Linked DNA regions of Mus musculus: region 2 is linked to region 1. The links are chromatin contacts, called in public Hi-C maps. All regions are on one chromosome and are shown on one strand. The core of a region is the stretch at or near the end of the contact, and the rest is flanking DNA. Distances in the headings are between cores, read along the strand shown. Region 1 overlaps Cfap61 (cilia and flagella associated protein 61). Region 2 overlaps Cfap61 (cilia and flagella associated protein 61).

Region 1 (4,721 bases), core at 776-3,275:
TCACCTCGCCAGGAGGTACATGGTGGCACCCTAGAGCCCAAGAACTCTTCTTAGCAACCCGGTCAAGCCTCTTGGTGACAGTTTCGCAGACTGCTTCATGGCTGCAACATCTTGTCCTTTCTCTATAACCAGCATTCTAGAGGGAAGGCACAGGCTGGCTTCCCTTGAGGCAGAGAGATGTGTGTAACACAGGCTGCTAGCCAGGTCACTGTGCAAATCCTCAGGTGGGAAATATTACCCCAGCTCGGCGAGAACAGCACAAAGGCAGCCTGCATGTCCAAGAAACGTCCCAGACCCTTCTGCTGGCCTCAAAGCTTCTTCTTTATCTAAAGAGGCTGCACTCTCCAGTTAGACTTAAAAATATACTATTAAAAGAAGTTGCTACTTTAAATGTCACAAATACATTTTACTGTAGTGTATTTGAAAAAAAAAAGGAAGAATCCAATTTAGTTCTAAAGAATACAGCTTGCTTTGTCACATCATGCTTTCATCAAGAACAGTGTCTCAACATAGGACAGGGCAACATAAAAGTTGTTGCCAACTATATGTTTCTTTTTCATCCTCTTGCAGCGGAGGCGGGAGAAGTACCCTTTCCTTTCCAAGATCTCTTGTGCCCTCTAGTGGTCTTCTTATGGAAATTAACTTCCATCCTTTACATGGTCCTTTCTAGAACTTTAAAACTGGTGTTTAGAGTCAGTTAACTTCGGATCATTGGAAAATGTGATCTTTTTAAGTGAGGTGGATTTTAAAATTCCAGACGTTCTGAGTGATTAGAAGGGCTTCAAAGCATGCAGCAGGCCATGTAAGTTCCCATCATCCAGACCGCTGGGGTCCATGTGCCAATCTTGACAAAGGCAATCTACAGCTCCTGGAGGACTGTCCACCAAACCATGTCTGGCAGGGGGACTGGTGACAAATTTCCCGGGGCACAAGAAAAGCCCCGGCTAAATGCTGTAATTGTTCTACATTTCCTTTTAAAATGGGCCTGGATCCTCTTAACTTAGAGGTCAAAACATCAAATCCCCAGGAGCTGCTTAGAAGTCAAACTGGAAAAAAGCGTGAGACCATCAAATGTCTCGTAAAACTAACTTCTGGGGCTGGAGGGGTGGCTCAGTGGTTAGGAGTGCTGGCTGCTCTCCCAGAGGACCCGGGTTCAATTCCCAGCAACTACACCATTGCTCACCACCATCTGGAACTCCAGCTCCAGTGGACCCAATGCCTTCTTCTGGTACCAGGTATGCACATGGTGCAGGGACATACATTCAGAACTTTGTCTATTAAAAAGTAACTGCCTCAGGAAATGAAAGGTAGGTCTTTGTTGTTGTTTGGGTTTTTTGGTTTGGTTTCGTTTGGTTGGGTTTGTGTAACAACCCTGGCTTTCATGGAACTTAATTTGTGGGCCAAGCTGGCCTTGAGAAAGGTCGTTTTTAAAAACAAAACAAAACAAAAAAGCTTGTTTTAAATGTTTTCTTTTTGCCTTTTAAAGGTTAAAGTCTTAAATTTGTATTAATACAAATGATACACACTTGTGAGATGTGTGTGATGATTTTGGTACAAGTGTGCAACTGTAACAATCAAATCTGAACACATCTTTATCTCCTAAAACATTTACAGAGCTCCTGATTTCCTCTCTCCTGATAAAGAAAATTTTCATCTATTTGAGTCCACATGATTAACTGTAGTCATCTTTAAATAGGCAGGATGCCAGGCAGGAAACCTCAAGCTACTTCACAACACTACCAGACAGCATATAACCCTTCTCTTGACTTAGTCTTCCTTAAACCCACAAGGACCCGGAAAAGAAACCCCTCTACCACCACCGCTCCAAGGCCAAGCCAGTCTTTCTAAGCCGGGAACATCTCACGTCCACCACCGAAGATTAATTGAGCACACTGTAGTTTTTAAAGGTGTGTCCAGTAGCAGCTTTGCTTTGTTTCCAACATAATGAAAGACAGGGAAGAGTAACTTCCTTAATTAGTGTCTGAGTAGAAGGGCAGATTACAGCATCGTTTTCCACGCGGCTAAATCAAAGAGACAGGAGAAGGGATTACGGTGTTCATTCATTTGGTTCTGAATATGTTGCTAGTTAAATAGCGGAGGGCTAATTACATCCCCAAACCCTTCCCTGGTTTACTGTCTTAAGAACTGTGTTCATCACCATTAATTATCAGTGCAAGTGGCTACTGATGAAACAGATGTCAAATGTGGAGAAAATAAGAGTAATGTGGTGGCTTAAGAGGCGTGCGGCCACGCCTACTCCACCACGCTGTGCAATAATGCCTTTGTGTTTCTAGTGCTCTTAAGGGGGTAGGGTCCACACAAAGTTTCAAGATTTTAGACCCACAAGTTCTAAAACTCCAATCTGTTCATTTTGGATAGGGGGTTTTAAAAACGTTACATTTCTTTTTTTTTTTCTTTAATTTATTTATTTAATACATGTGAGTACACTGTAGCTGTCTTCAGACACTCCAGAAGAGGGAGTCAGATCTCATTACAGATGGTTGTGAGCCACCATGTGGCTGCTGGGATTTGAACTCAGGACCTTTGGAAGAGCAGTCAGTGCTCTTAACCGCCGAGCCATCTCTCCAGCCCTACATTTCTATACCTTCTTCAGGCAAAAGCATTGTCTGTGTCACTGTCTCCACCTGAACTCACTACTGTGCCCTCCTCTTATTGCATATGCCCCCTCCTCGTCTCTTTACACTGGGACAACATCCCCCTTGGGATTTGGTCCTTCGGATTTTCTGTGGTGTGAGCAAACAGAACAGTTAAGCCATCAAAGGCTGATGATCACGACAAGTTATCTAAAGGTTTATTTCTAGCTTTGTGGGCCCCCACTGGAAGGCCATAGCCCATGCTACAAAGTCTTAAGAGAGGAAAATGGGAAAAAAGAAAGAAAGAAAAGGAGAGGATGAGAAGCCAAGGGAGAAATTGAGATGGGATAGGAACTATCGATTGCTGTAATTGAGGGTTAGTACTATCAACTTGACAATATCTCTAGCATCATTGAAAGGTAACTCTCTGGTCACAGCTGTGAGAGACTATCCAGGTTAGGTTAGTCTCTGGACACAGCTGGAGAAGGTTATCTTGATTATATTTATGGAGGTAGGAAGCCCTGCCCACAGTGGGTGGCACCATTCCCTAACTGGGATCCTGGATTGTATAAACCTAGAAAGAGAGCCAGGCAGTAACAGGAGTTCCTGCTGTCTTCTGTTACAGTGTAACCACTGCTTCAAGCCCCTGCTGCCTTACTTTGCCACGCCTGGCTGTAGTCTTCAACTGTGAACTAGAAGGATCTTTTCCCCTTAATTTGCTTTGTCAGGGTATTTTATCACAGCTGCCTAGGAGCCAGGTGCTAGACTGAGGACAGCTTTTGTCTTTTCTCCTGTTTACCTATATCCTCAACAGGAGGGAGGGTACCAGGGAGTATGTCCACAAAGAAATTACCTTACTAAAAGGAATAAAAAATGGATCATTTTGATAGGCTGCTCGTGTGCATGGCACTTTGAGCACTGTATTTATAAACAACTTTTCTAATGGAAAAAAAAATGTCTTGGAGAACATGAGTAAGTCTTACTATTCCTCTGGAAAATGATAATTCATAATATCCAAATGAGTATACTAACTATATGTAAAAAACAAAACAAACAAACAAACAAAAACAAAAACCAAACAACAAGAACTTTGGAGGGCCAGTAAGAAGGCACAGCGAGCAACGATGCTTGCTGACAACCCAGAGTTCAATCCCTGGCAAGATCAAGACTCTGATCTTGGTTCGGATTTTTATCTGAGTTTCACAGTTCTTTGCAAAACTCGAGCCTGAATTCAGGACCTTGCACACAGCAAGCAGGCAGTCTGCCTGCCGGTGCATTTTGCTGTTGTTTGTGCAGGAAGTATTTTGATTGAATCCTTGGATGCTGAACAGATATGGGGTGGGGGTGGGGCGTGAGGGAGGTCAACAGCACTTGCATGTGTACCGAGCTATAAATAATTCTAATCCCTAAATCTGAGAATAATATTAACTAAGAGAAACCACCCTTCAAATAGATAGTAAAAATGGCAGGGAAAAACTGAGAGCTTTAAAAATAAAATTAAGATAAAGTTATAATAACTATTATATTTCCTAAAATATCCTAAAATTTTCATTTATGGGAATTTCTCATTTTAAGAAATAACCAAAACCGCCAATTTGTGAATATGTTATCAATAAAATGTCCTTAAAGAAGGTGACTTCCTGAACAGCTAAGGGTGTCCCTGCCCAGGGGCCTGCCCTTCCTGCCACACATGAAAAAGCAAGCAGCCATACCCTCCTATCTATCGGCCTGGTGACAGCCATTCCAGGGACTTCCTGCCTCCGCACCTTTGCCCACTCTCTCCTTTGGTTGAATTGTGATTCATCCCCCTCCCCGCTCCCCAGACAAATTCAAGGGGTCACCTTGTTTGTGAAGTCTTTTATTTCTTTTAAGTTATTTATTTTTTCAGGGAGGCATGGTAAGATATCAGAAGGTGCATGATCTTCAGAATATAGTTTGATGAGCTTGGACAACTGCACATGTCCCCCACCAATGCACTCTCACGGCCAACTGCCCCCTGCACGATTCCTGCTTGCCCCCTCACAGTCTCACATTCGGTTGGATCATAGGTACCACTAACCTGATTTCTACAGACTAGCTTTATGGGTTGTATACATCGTAAGACTGAGGTAATCAGCACATATATTT
Region 2 (4,370 bases), core at 1,516-4,015, 94 kb before region 1:
TAGATGCCCTCTCTGCCTCCCTCTTGGGTTCATATGGATATCTGCAGCCCAGTCTCCCCTAAATGCTGCTTCGAGATCAAAGGAAGCCTGTGTCTGGGTGGATAGATCAGGTACAGGCAGGAGAAAGTGGATTTTAACAATATTTCTGCTTTAAAAACACAGTAACTGAAACTTCATGAGCTGCACAGTCTCCCGTGTATGAATGAAGCTTTCTCAGAGTACCAGAAAAAATGTCAGGTACACTCCATTTCCCTGTTCTTAAGAGGAACAGCATTTTACTATTTCGTAGACAGAATGCTAGATCTAATCTAAAAATGAGAGATTGCAAAATGGAGCAGTCTCTGGGAAGACCCAGCAATTCCACTTCCAAGCTATACAGTGAAATGAACAGATAGACACACACACACACAAAGTACGTGAATTTTCATAGCATAGTTATTCACCAAAAGTGGACACAATTCAAATTTTCAACAGCTGAATAAAAACAGAATATGACATTATCCATACAATATAATATTTAGCAGTAAAGAGGAATAAAGTATAGACACGTGCTACCGCATGGGTGCCCTCATGAGTGAAAGAAGCTGTTCACCAAGTATCATGTGTTGTATGAAATATCCCAAACGGGCAAGTTCAAGGGACTGAAAGTAGGTGGTTGATAGAGATTCCAAGTAGGAGCAAGGATAAGAGAGAAAATACTAAAAATGTAGGCAGTGGTGATGGTTTTGTAATTCCATGAATGTACTAAACTGTGGCTTGTAAGGTATTTCAGTGACTGATCTCAGTTATCACCTGGGAGATGGGCCTCTGGACATGCCTGTGGGGACTTTTTTGGATAAGGTTAACTGAGGTGGGAAGACCTCCCCATTCTGAGTGGTACCATTTCCTTGGCTGAGATTCTGGACTAAATAAAAAAGGAAAAGTGAGATGAACACAGGTGCTCATTACAATTGCTTCTTGGTTGAATATGCAATGTAGCCAGCTGCCTGCAGCTCCCATGGCTATGACTTCCCCTTCATGACAGACGTGCAATGGAAAAGTAACCAAGACATACATGTGTGTGTGTGTGTGTGTGTGTGTGTGTGTGTGTGTGTGTGTGTGTCTGTGTGTGTCTGTGTCTCTGTGTCTCTGTGTGTGTGTAGATCTACATTCTATTTCTTGAACTTACCTTTTATTTATATCACACTAAAGTTTTGTCGAAGGGTGACTGAACCACTTATTCTGTGAAATGATGAGATTTGATGCTAGTTGGTAACGCTCCTGAGATACTAAAAATCGGTTTCACAACTTATTCTCATCCTTTTGCCATCCTCTCATGGCCTAACTCCTAAATACCACCCAGCATTTGTCAGTTGTGCCGCTAGCTCCTCAAGTAAACCATCAGGCACTCCTGTGATAGGCTAAGAACACTGCTGAGCACCATTCAATATAGAGCTGAATCTTGAGAAGTTTGTAATATAACCACCATATGGGATCATATTTTTCTTCTTTCCATAGCAGCTGCCACCACAATTCTGAAAGGCTTGTAACAGCATGCTGATACAACACAGAGGGAATTATAGACACCCTCCATCTATTGATGTCTCAAAACAGGCCTAGCACACCAGTCTGGCCCAGATGTCTGCTTCTCCGCAGCCTCCTCAGCCAGAGTTAGGCTGGTGCGGGATTGACACTAAGAGCAGAAACCGGCTAGAGTTGGGGGTGGGGGGTCCTGGCAAGTCTGTGGATCACATTTTTGATTAAGTGGCTGGTGTTAAAGATGTGAGGGATTAAAAAAGTTTAGTGTCAAGCTGTCTACTTTCTGTTTGCTAGTTTCCTAGAATGGCCGTGGCGTCAGATTTACACGTTAGTTAATAAACTCTGCAAGTCATGGCTAAGAGTGAGTTTAGGCAATTAGCTGCCTGGTGGGAAGATCTGTCAATAAACCAGCCTTTGAACAAGTCACCCCCACCCGACACACACACACACCCCTCTATGAGGAAGATGGTCACAACAGTAAGTGCTGGTGTGACAGGTACATAAGATGGGTTCACAGGAAACCACCAACCAGATCTCAGCAAACAGTAACCACAGGAGGGATGCCCAGCATCACTGTCTGAGGGAAAAGACTTGTGAGAGTCATGAGGACAAACCTCGGATCTAAAAGCCATTCTGATACCTGCATACACACAGCACGTTATATTTAACTAAGGAGTGTCAGAGCATTGGGGAAAATGACACAGAAGGTATATTATTTGAGAAAAAAAGAGCCCATGAAGGAATTTACACAAATTTCTCTACAATTCATAGAGGAAAGGGTTCCCCGCCATTCTAAGGAAACGTATTTCCCAGGAGTAGCATGAATGTGTAGGAAGAGGCTGAGAACAGGGCTGGAAAAGCCAACTAGACCCCTGTAGTGACTGAAAGTAGGTTTGTTTCATGTCCAGGAAACTTCACTGTGGTGATATTAATAAGGATCAATGCATAGATGGTGCTGAAAACCACAGGTTTACAATTTTAGAATCATCTCCTCAGGAGATAATAAAAAACTGTGGATTTTGGTTGGCTGGTTGGTTGGTTGGTTTCTTTGTTTGATTGTTTAAAAAAAATACTACATACTTCAACCACTACTATGACTAAGGGAAGTCTGACTACTGTCAGTGAAAGTCACCACGTTTAAGGAAGGGACTGGGAAACAATTACTCTGGGGAAAACCTAGCAGGTGCTGGGAGAATAATGCAATTTCCCAAGGCAGCAGATGCCCAAGTGCAACAGGATCCAGTAACCGTCCATCAGATGGTAATTATAGCTGGACTGGGGAAGAGCAGCCCAGATAAAAAGGGGCAATTCAAAGGGTAACTGAATGCCAGCCAGTGACATCTTTCTGAGATCACGTACCAGGAAAGGGTGGGCCAACACTTAGCTCTGGGGGTGGGGGGTTAGATACACTGCTGTTTTTTCTTGTACAAGGACAAAAGGAGATGTGGAGAAAACAAACACAGAGAAATGGAGGCCCCTAAAGAAGTTAGTTCAGATTTCAGCAGACTGTCATTACAACCAGAAGGGAAAAAAATAATAATAATAACATCGGCGCTGAACGCTCTGAAAGCATGGTTTCTCAGATGGGGATGAGAGCATACCTTCATTCTGTGACCACTCTAAATCAGGACAAAGACTATAATTAGAATAGACCATGAGAGCTCTTGTGAATGATAAACACAGTGGATTCCAAGGCGAATTTCTGGAGTTTAGCATTATAAATAATTGTTAACCGTCACAAGAGGAAGCTCAGGAAGCGCAGACACTCCAGGAACTCTACAGACAGGTCTCTACAAACTCTACAGGTCCAATCCTAGCTAGCGAGTCGCAGCTCCTACTATTCTTCCCCCTCCCTCATCCACCGCCATTAACTCTGTAAGTAAGGGGCTGGGCAGATGGCTTTACAGAGGACCTGGGTTCATTCCCCCAGTACCCCCACATGTAGGCTCCCAACTGTTTCTAAGTCCAGCTCCAGGGGATCCAGCACTCTCTTCTGGCCTTTGAAGGTACTGCAAGCATATGGTACACAGACATACATGAAGGCAAAATACCCAAATGCATGAAAGTTAAACAAAAAATTGATATATTGCCAGGTGGTGGTGGTACACGCCTTTAATCCCAGCACTTGGGAGGCAGAGGCAGGCAGATTTCTGAGTTCGAGACCAGCCTAGTTTATAAAGTGAGTTCCAGGACAGCCAGGGCTAAACAGAGAAACCCTGTCTCAAAAAAACAAAAAACAAACCAAAAAATTGATATATTGTTAAATATACTGGCAGCTTTCCCAAGAGCAGTGACAGTAACAAAGTCAACTCAAAATCCCTCTAGGGTACAGACAGGAAAGAAAAAAATGCCTTCTCCACAGACCTCCAAAGTAGGAGAAAGGCAACTTGCCCAATCTTTAATTGGTTTGTCTGCACAACGAACTCAGGCAGATAGAGAGTATTTCTCAGGATTACAGTGCTATGGTAAGCTATGGCGACCCATCTAAATGAAAGTTTGTGACAATAGCTCAGAACGTAAATGCACACGCCAAGATGGCTCATTCAAACTGGATGAGAATCTTCCAAGTCTACTGTGTGGATTATGGCCTTGACCAGGAAAGGCCTCTCTCTTACCCATGAGTTCCTAATGGTCAACTATAGAGTTATTATTGTGACTCTTGGGGGCCAACTTCTAGGTGTGATGAAGATGAAGGCATTGAGGTGCTTTCCTATGGTCTGCTCTGGAGTGAGCTGTCTATTAATAGAAGCCACTGGGAAGGTGCATACCCAAATAAGGCAGAAGCTCTATGGCCTCAGGGTGGGGAAGGGTAGACTCGGAGGGGAGGGAGAGCGCACATTGCCTTCCCACAC

What was found. Hi-C and Micro-C count contacts between places; a contact is called where the count stands out from the background.
Region 2: a contact with region 1 is called in a Hi-C map of the N1E-115 cell line, with 11 times the contacts expected there. The contact joins two enhancer-like sites. A contact is called at or near these places in 1 of 39 promoter capture datasets (the C10 cell line), 2 of 15 datasets of contacts at CTCF or cohesin (large pre-B cells and pro-B cells), 24 of 484 Hi-C or Micro-C datasets (B cells, the C10 cell line, the N1E-115 cell line and 9 more), 2 of 115 datasets of contacts at active chromatin or transcription factors (differentiating embryonic stem cells and embryonic stem cells) and 4 of 9 other capture datasets (adipose tissue, embryonic stem cells, liver and 1 more).

The regions. Positions count from the first base shown.
Region 1 is chr2:145,953,530-145,958,250 of GRCm38.p6, reverse strand. The region is part of intron 6 of Cfap61 (cilia and flagella associated protein 61); the gene reads right to left. Among named protein-coding and RNA genes, the nearest start is that of Cfap61, 21 kb to the right of the region's middle. Within about 2 kb of position 2,025, at least 10 of the 459 cell types and tissues checked have an H3K27ac peak or open chromatin away from gene starts, as enhancers often do. A contact at or near this core is called in the N1E-115 cell line and cerebellum, where this site is marked.
Region 2 is chr2:146,048,681-146,053,050 of GRCm38.p6, reverse strand. All of the region lies in intron 17 of Cfap61 (cilia and flagella associated protein 61), which reads right to left. Among named protein-coding and RNA genes, the nearest start is that of Gm34629, 49 kb to the left of the region's middle. Within about 2 kb of position 2,765, at least 9 of the 459 cell types and tissues checked have an H3K27ac peak or open chromatin away from gene starts, as enhancers often do. A contact at or near this core is called in the N1E-115 cell line and cerebellum, where this site is marked.